Regions from separate parts of the Gossypium hirsutum genome. Here region 1 is linked to region 2. A link is a contact called in public Hi-C data. All regions are on one chromosome and are shown on one strand. The core of a region is the stretch at or near the end of the contact, and the rest is flanking DNA. Distances in the headings are between cores, read along the strand shown. Region 1 holds the start of LOC107954936 (protein MAIN-LIKE 2). Region 2 holds the start of LOC107954741 (chlorophyll a-b binding protein 151, chloroplastic-like).

Region 1 (4,360 bases), core at 207-2,706, 350 kb after region 2:
CTTTTCACACACCGTTCCACAAGTGGTATATGTTATTCCAATCACGGGCATCCCGTCAATCGCCAATCCCAGCAAGAAGGCAACATCTTGAAGAGTCACAGTCATTTCTCCAACAGTGAAGTGAAATGTATTAGTCTCTCTTCTCCACCTCTCAACTAAAGCTGAAATGAGCGGATTATCTAAACTAATGGCAGGTATCTTCCTCAAGTACCCAAATCCTGCTTTTTCCACCAATTCAATCTGTTTTGGGGTGAGTCTCCATTCTCCCAACTTTGATGTATGCTCATGACATCTAAGTGCACCACGCTCCTGTAATGCATGTATATATTATGTAACAATGCTAGTGTGTTTTAAATAAAAACGCATGCACAAGTCAAATTTACAATCACAATCAAAGAAACCCTCCACATATATAAGGACAAAACTAGTCTAGTGCATCAAGGCGATGAAACCGATAAACAACCAATCAAACAAACTAACAAAAGAACCAGTGCATAAACGAATTCTACAAATTTTCACTTATCAAAGGAACACAAATTACATATCTGCAAATAAAAGGGGGGGAAGGCGGAGAATGAGATTGGTGGGTATGAGAAACAGACCTGGCCATCCCAAACAGCTGAAGATACATGCTTGTCTTGATCATACAGTATTGAATGATCGATGGGTCCAGGATTGGCTGCAGATGGGTCCATTCCAATCTCTTCCATTGATTTTATCTTCTAAAATTTAAACCAAAATAAATCAAAGTGGCCTGAAATGCAGGCCAAAATAGATAGTTTAGTCCCTTAAATTAGCAGGATAGCCTCCATCACTGTTAATATATACTTAAATTTTACATTTTGGAGCCAATTTTTATCAAGCCCTTGAAACAAAGCACAGATAACTTAGATCAATTTCAAACTTTTTTTTAACGAATTAATTGCAAATAAATGAAATATATATACACACAAATATAAAAATTTGAAGAATCTTGTATTTGGGTGGTCCATTCAATTTAAAACCTAGTTTCCGTTTAACTCTCGGAGGACAAATAAAAATGGAAAACTAAACAGAAAACAATATTTGGGTGTCAACATTTTGGTTGTGCTCTTTATAATTATAATAATAAAAGGGAAAATCCAGAAATTGGAAATCAGAAAGCGAGGGTGAGGGTGAGGGTGAGGGTGAGGGTGAGGGGGAAAGAAACGACGCCGGAAAGCGAAAAAAATAAAAATTTAGATTTAAAAAAAGAAATTGGATTTTACTATACCTGAGTTTTAATCAAAACGACAGGAAAGAACGAAAGCAGGCACCACCGTGAAGAAAATTTTCAGCGGAATTCAAAGCGAAATTAAAAAAAAAACCCCGAAACCAAAACGCGTCGTTGCAGGGTTTTCTCCTCTTTGTACTGTGTGTGTGAAAGTCTCCAAAACTGGAATGTGGGTTCGCTTCGCTGCGTTGCGTTTATGAATGGATTCAAAATTTTCTATCCTATAGGCTATAGGCTTAGGGTAAATTACGATCTCACGTTGTTACACATGGCATGTTTTTGGATGATTTGGGGATCGGCCTAATTTTGTTCTCTCCTCGAAGAAAATGGGCTTTTTTCATGCATATTTTGTTTCGTTTTCATTTAATTTTATTTATTACTTTTACTGAATTCAATTATTACTTCTTTTAATATAACCTTAACTATTGTCGCAAAATATGATTAACATTCACCCAAAAATATATATACTAGATTTTATTGTTAAAAAGTATCATGGAGACCCTTATACTAGTGTTACGGGTCGCAGATCAAAACCCATAACGAATGTACACAAAACTTCATGTAAAGGTTAATTAATTAAATGAGCTCATTTGACTTAACTCAATTCGTGAAACATATGGAGAAATCTATCTACTTGAAGCATTGGTGGCACAGTGAAACACTCTAATAAAACTAGAGTTACCGTAGTGAATATTTGTAATCATAAGGGATAAAATTGTATAGTGTTTTAATCCCTTAGGACTTTCATCTTGTGGATAGACTTGAATCTCAATCATAAAATGTTGTTTAAACTATACAATTGGATTTGGGTCTTACACGAGCCTACGAAGTTTTAATACTAACATTAGGTCGAATTAGGACTAAATTGTAATGTTTACAAAATTCCAAGTTGATGTTGCGACTTCAGAGGTTTCCTCGTCGCGACGTAACACTCTGATTTAAGTTCATCATGACCTCGAGGCTACGTCACCGCAACGTGGGCCCTGAACTTTTTGTCATCGCGACATTGGGAGTACGTCGTCGCGATGTGACCACTGAATCCCAACAATGTCAAAGTACCTATTCAAATATCCAAAGCAAACAACCTATACAAAATTAGATGACATCGGTAGGGCTATTGACACAACTTTAAAATATTGTTAATCTACCCGAAAATAGAGAGAATTTGTTCTCAACTATTGAATCTATTTTTTCAGAATAACAAATTTTGTCAGTTTCTATTTCAGAAGAGATTTTTCATTTTCACACTAAAGAAAAGAAAACTATTTTTAGTTCTGTGTTTTGATTCGAATCGTTCGAGTCAACCCTCGAAACAGTTTATGATGAGAGAATAACGGAGAAGATCATTTAGTTGAAAGTCGGAAACGATAAGGATCCGTCTATCCGAAAACACATATGTGAATTCGATCTAAGGTTTATTACTATAAATATCACAAACCAAGTCAATTTTCAAAATTTTTATTTTCCGCTATACAAGAAAACCATTTGCGAACCAGATTTTTTCCAACAATATAATTCTCCAATATTATAACTATTTTTCTATTCCTAAAATATCATTTATTTAATTAAAATAAATTTAATTAATTCTTTCAATTAAATTATTTTCTTAACCCAATTCTAATTTTATTAAAATCATAATGAATTTACCTTACTAGAATCTAAGTAAATAAATTTAATTGTCTCGTTCAGTAAAACTACAATGACTACTTAATTTAATTCTCACTTTGAACTCAACTATTTAATTACAATCAATTAAATAATAAGTCAACGATATTAAGTTAATTTTTAAGTCATCTTTTGTTCCTTGCAAGAAAAATGCATTTACTGCGGATAAAAATACATGCAGTTTATTTCTCCTTTCATTTTTTTCATTCATTCAACATATCGATTATGGTTGCAATTCAAACAGGATTGTGTTGAGCTAATGGAGGGACTGATTGGACATGTAAATTAGAGCTCAAATAATATGTAATTAAGTTTTAACTCTTCGTCTAATTACAACATTATTTAGTCATGAAATCAATCCATTAAAAGTACCATGATTGAACTCTCCCTTATTATATACCATTACAAAAGCAGCTTATAATTTTGCTTGTCCAACAACTTTGTCATTAGTGTGTTACCCTTATAGGATATTCTTAATCTCTTTAGGTCAAAATCTATTCAGCCAATATGATCTTATTTTATCTCTTGGTAACAGTTATATCTTCCACCATGAAAAATATCATTACTAAAAAATAGTAATGAAAATCATTCGTTCCTAACAAAGGACCCGTGGCAACGTTTCTTTTCTATAAGCCATGCAATTCCAATGAGAGGATATTATTTACCCTTTATCAAGCTTCGAATTCTATTGTGGTAAATGAAGCCATGTTATACTGTCACACCCCAAAAACGATAGATCCAAAAAGGTGAGTGAGGTATGTAAGTAAATTGATTTGGCACTATGGTAGCATAATCTGCCACCCTGTTGGCTTGATGGCGAGTCAGAGTATTGACGCATACTAGCATTAAAATATCCACCTATTAATGGTATCTAAAGATTTAATTACAAGGTCTCTTCAAGAAAAGAAAGATTACGCCCAAGAAAGAGTACGTCTACGCCCTGAGTATTAGCTGAGCACGAAGAGCCTATCAAGTGTCTGAGAAAGATGTAGAAGACTTAATTGTCTTTAAGATCACGCCATAAGCGAGTCATTGTCAAATTATAGTACACTTGGTTTGCTTGAGCCTTGTTCAAGTTGGTTCTCGTGACAAGATTAGTTAGGAATCAGTTGAATTGATTTGACCCTTCCATAACTGATCAAACAGTAACGAAGATCTTCGTCGGATTCTCTTTACCTTTCCCCATATTTTTTATAGGAAATCAGAAGATTTGGGTAAGGTAAGCATCGTCACTTGTCAAAGTCCACAGTAGGGGGATAGGAGTTTATGTAACACCCCTAAATCGTATCCATCATTGGAACAGGGTTACTAAGCATTACCAGAGTTTACAATTCAAACGAATAGAAACTTCAAACATTTCATATCATAGAAATAAACATGTTAAAACCAAGTCAAAACATACATTATTGTCCCTTAAACGAGCCCTTGAGGCCCAAAATACGT
Region 2 (3,763 bases), core at 10-2,509:
GCCCATGCGTTGTTGGCCACCGGATCGGCAAGGTGGTCAAAGAGGTTCTCAATGGGACCCTTTCCTGTGACAATAGCCTGGACAAAGAATCCAAACATGGAGAACATTGCAAGGCGGCCATTCTTGATCTCCTTAACCTTCAATTCTGCGAACGCGTCAGGATCATCAGCCAGTCCAAGTGGGTCGAAAGCACCACCTGGGTAAATTGGGTCCAGTCCTTCACCGAGTGGTCCCCCACCAACTCTGTATCCTTCAACAAATCCCATGAGCACAACTTGGCAAGCCCAGATTGCAAGAATGCTCTGAGCATGGATAAGGTTTGGGTTGCCAAGATAGTCAAGGCCGCCCTCGGAGAATATTTGAGATCCAGCTTTGAACCAAACTGCCTCTCCGAACTTAACTCCATTCTTTGAAAGAATTTCAGGGAAGACACAACCAAGGGCACCAAGCATTGCCCATCTGCAGTGGATCACTTCAAGCTCACGGTTCTTAGCAAATGTCTCTGGGTCAGCTGATAACCCAGCAGTGTCCCACCCATAGTCACCAGGGAATTCACCTGTCAGGTATGATGGGATTTGGTCTGAGAATGGACCCAAGTACTTTGGGCGGTCAGGGCCGTACCTGTTTTTAAAACCAAACCGTAGGTAATCAGATCAAGAAGCAGAAATATAGTTCCGTTGCATGATTTCGCTTGTACATGTTATTTCTCTTTAAATGTATGACTTAAAATAAGGCAGATTGCTGCTAGATTGTACTGTACAAATTGAAATTTTTAGTCTGTTGTTTCACAATATTTGGGTTAACCATCAATGATTAGACTAAAAAGATCCTTATAACAAAATGCTACTAGTTAGTACTAGGAAGTAGTAACAAAAGTATACCAGATGCTGGTAGGGGCACTTTTCACAGTTCTGCGCATGGTAACACGACCACCATCGAAAGCTCCGACTTTGCGTAAGAGCTCATTGGACTGCTTCAAAGCGGTCTGGCCAACGAAAGCAGATTGTTGGATAGCAGAGGTTGCCATGGTGCCTAAGGCTTTAGGTTGACTTGGTTTGTTTGCCGATGGTTATTGTAGTCTATTTTGGTTTGGAGGAGAGGAAGGGGTTATAATGGAAATGAGAAGATGTTGTGGATCAGGAAATCTTGTCAGCAGCAGTCTATTGGTTGCTGCATTGGTGTGGATTTGCAATTGGATTTTCTGGAGAGTTGTATAGGTTGATTTTATGCCGCGTGGATTTGGAAAAATCTTGTTGATGTTTTTGGTGGTGAAGCTAAAGCCACATATATAGCCACAAGCAGCTATTAGTGAATAATAAAAATATCTTTTAAAAAGTTAAAATAAATAAAATTATTCAATATGGAAGAATAGAGTTTGGCATAATAATTTTATTAATTTATTTAAATATAAATGAACTAAATATACAAAAAAATTAAGTTGGTTAATTAAGTAATTAAATTTTAAACCTTTTAGATTGATTTTTTAACTAAAATTTACTAATTTATAGATAAAACTATAATAAATTAATATATAATAGAAAATTTATATATAACTTTTAAAAGTTGTACACTTAAAAGCATAATCATCTTTCTTTAGGATACAACTATTAGTACATATTTGAGTTTGAAATTATGATAACTTAATAGGGTGACTCATAATCATGTCTGCATTACATTTTTTTAATTAAAAGATGTTTATCAAAATAGAATTATAACTAAAATTTGTATAAAATTAAATTAAATTATTGACGACGTAATAATAAATTTCATAATTAGACTTAAATAAATTATATAATCTATTAATAAAAAAATAAGTAACTTCTATATTTACTAATATCTTTTTTTTTGTAATATGATATTTTAATTATACTTCTAAGTTTTGAAATTATTTTAATTTACATGTTAAAGCACAATTCACTTAACGTCCTAAATAATCCTTTACGAAAACCCTTAAATTTGTAAAATATTTATTAAATAATTAATATATTAACAAATAATTATATAGATTGTAGTGATATATTAATAATATTGTAGTAAATGATAGATACAATAATCATTAACAATTTCTAACATATTAGTAAATTATGACAGACAATACAATAATTACAAGTTTCAGTTTTAAAATTTCCCAATTTGTATAAGCTAGTGTTACGAATAGATGTTGTTTTAAGGTGTCAAAAAATTTCTAATAAGTTAGACATGGAAATTATAGCTAGAGTCTTCACTAATTAATTTAATTTTAGGTTAGGTATGATTAGTAATTGATGAATCTACTTATTTTAGTATTAGTTTAAGGAAAATTCTAAAAAAAATGAACTCGATCTACTTAGAAGATTTGGATTCAAGAGTATAATTATGTGTAAGGAATGATTAGCACCCCTATAACATTTGTCTTAAAATAGTACCACCTTAGATTATGACTTCTTTTTTTTTAGGATTTTTTTAGCTTTTTATAACTTAAATTATTCTATTTTTAATGATTTCATTTTTATAAATTTAATACAATTATTAACAATACATGAAATACCCTACACTCGGCTTGTAAAGACGACTGAATATATAGCATCACATCCATTGCTGAAGCAACTCAAACAATCAAACTTAAAGTCAAAATGCATATAAATTTGAGTTAGAAACATGTTACACAACAATTTGGATGATTACATATCAATATTAGTGAAAATCAAGCTCAAATGGCCTTAATACAAAGTTCTGGGGCCAAAATCAATTAAATGAGGAGTCAAGTCTCTATACGCGGGCCAAAGTATCAAGACAAGTCTTAATATTTTGAGATGCAATTCTTTGTCTCGAGACTTGTAACTTTTGGAACAAAATTTTAAGTACTTACTTGTATGTCTTGAGATTTAGCTTTCCATATTTCCAGACATGCACCTAAAAATGTACAGTTTAAGTAATGTTCCACGTCTTGAAACATGTTTATCTTGCCTCGAGACTTAAGCTTAGAAAATATAAATAAAAAAAATCATTTTAAGTCATACAATCATGCCTTTAAATATCCTAAACATGTTACCTAATACATACAGCAAGTTAGACGTACTAAAACATCACCTTAACATATAAATTCATGCCTAGAAACATATCAAATCAAATTTTAGTCATGCTAGAAGACTTGCTATTTCAAACATATCATTAGAAATCACATAAACATTAGTACCAAAAGTAACTATAAAGTGTCCGTACATATATCAATATGCCAAAAGATTTAAAAAAAACTAAAAATTCCAATGGACAAGATTAAAGCCTAATTAGACAAGTACATGCCATAGATTACTAAAAAGCCAAAAGTCTTTACAAATTAAGTAGACTCGTTGAGAACTCCTTGGATTGATGCTGCACAAATATGGAAATCAACCTCCAATCTCCTTGTAACCCGCGCATAGAACAAAAATCTGCACGTTTAACTTTTTCTCAAAAGCTTAATTGTGCGCTCGAAATCCAAATACACCATACATGCTTAATAAACAACAGACAATAGGCATACTAAGAATTTATACATAAATCCTTTCAAGCAATTCAAACATGCTCAAAACAACAAATATTTTAACTCATATAAACAGTAATCATCAATTCATATATCTCAAAGTCACATTTCGAATTAAGCTTCCATCAAACCACACCAGACATATAAAATTTCATTTGTCACACCACTTTAAAAATTGCCATTTAAATGTTGCCCTAATTGATCGAACATGGAAAAAGAAATTTGTATACATGGATAACATTTCAAACACACCAGGTATTC

Evidence for each region. A called contact is a pair of places that touch in the nucleus more often than the background predicts.
Region 1: a Hi-C map of leaf shows a contact between it and region 2, with 1.6 times the contacts expected there. The contact joins the promoter of LOC107954936 here to the promoter of LOC107954741 in region 2. A contact is called at or near these places in 4 of 34 Hi-C or Micro-C datasets (callus, hypocotyl and leaf).

Annotation. Positions count from the first base shown.
Region 1 is chrD07:36,243,165-36,247,524 of Gossypium_hirsutum_v2.1, forward strand. LOC107954936 (protein MAIN-LIKE 2) reads right to left here and starts at 1,457. Exons shown (of 7, transcript XM_016890630.2): 1 at 1,253-1,457; 2 at 603-722; 3 at 1-309. The coding sequence starts at 710.
Region 2 is chrD07:35,890,671-35,894,433 of Gossypium_hirsutum_v2.1, forward strand. It overlaps LOC107954741 (chlorophyll a-b binding protein 151, chloroplastic-like), which reads right to left and starts at 1,260. Exons shown (of 2, transcript XM_016890397.2): 1 at 882-1,260; 2 at 1-621. The coding sequence starts at 1,027.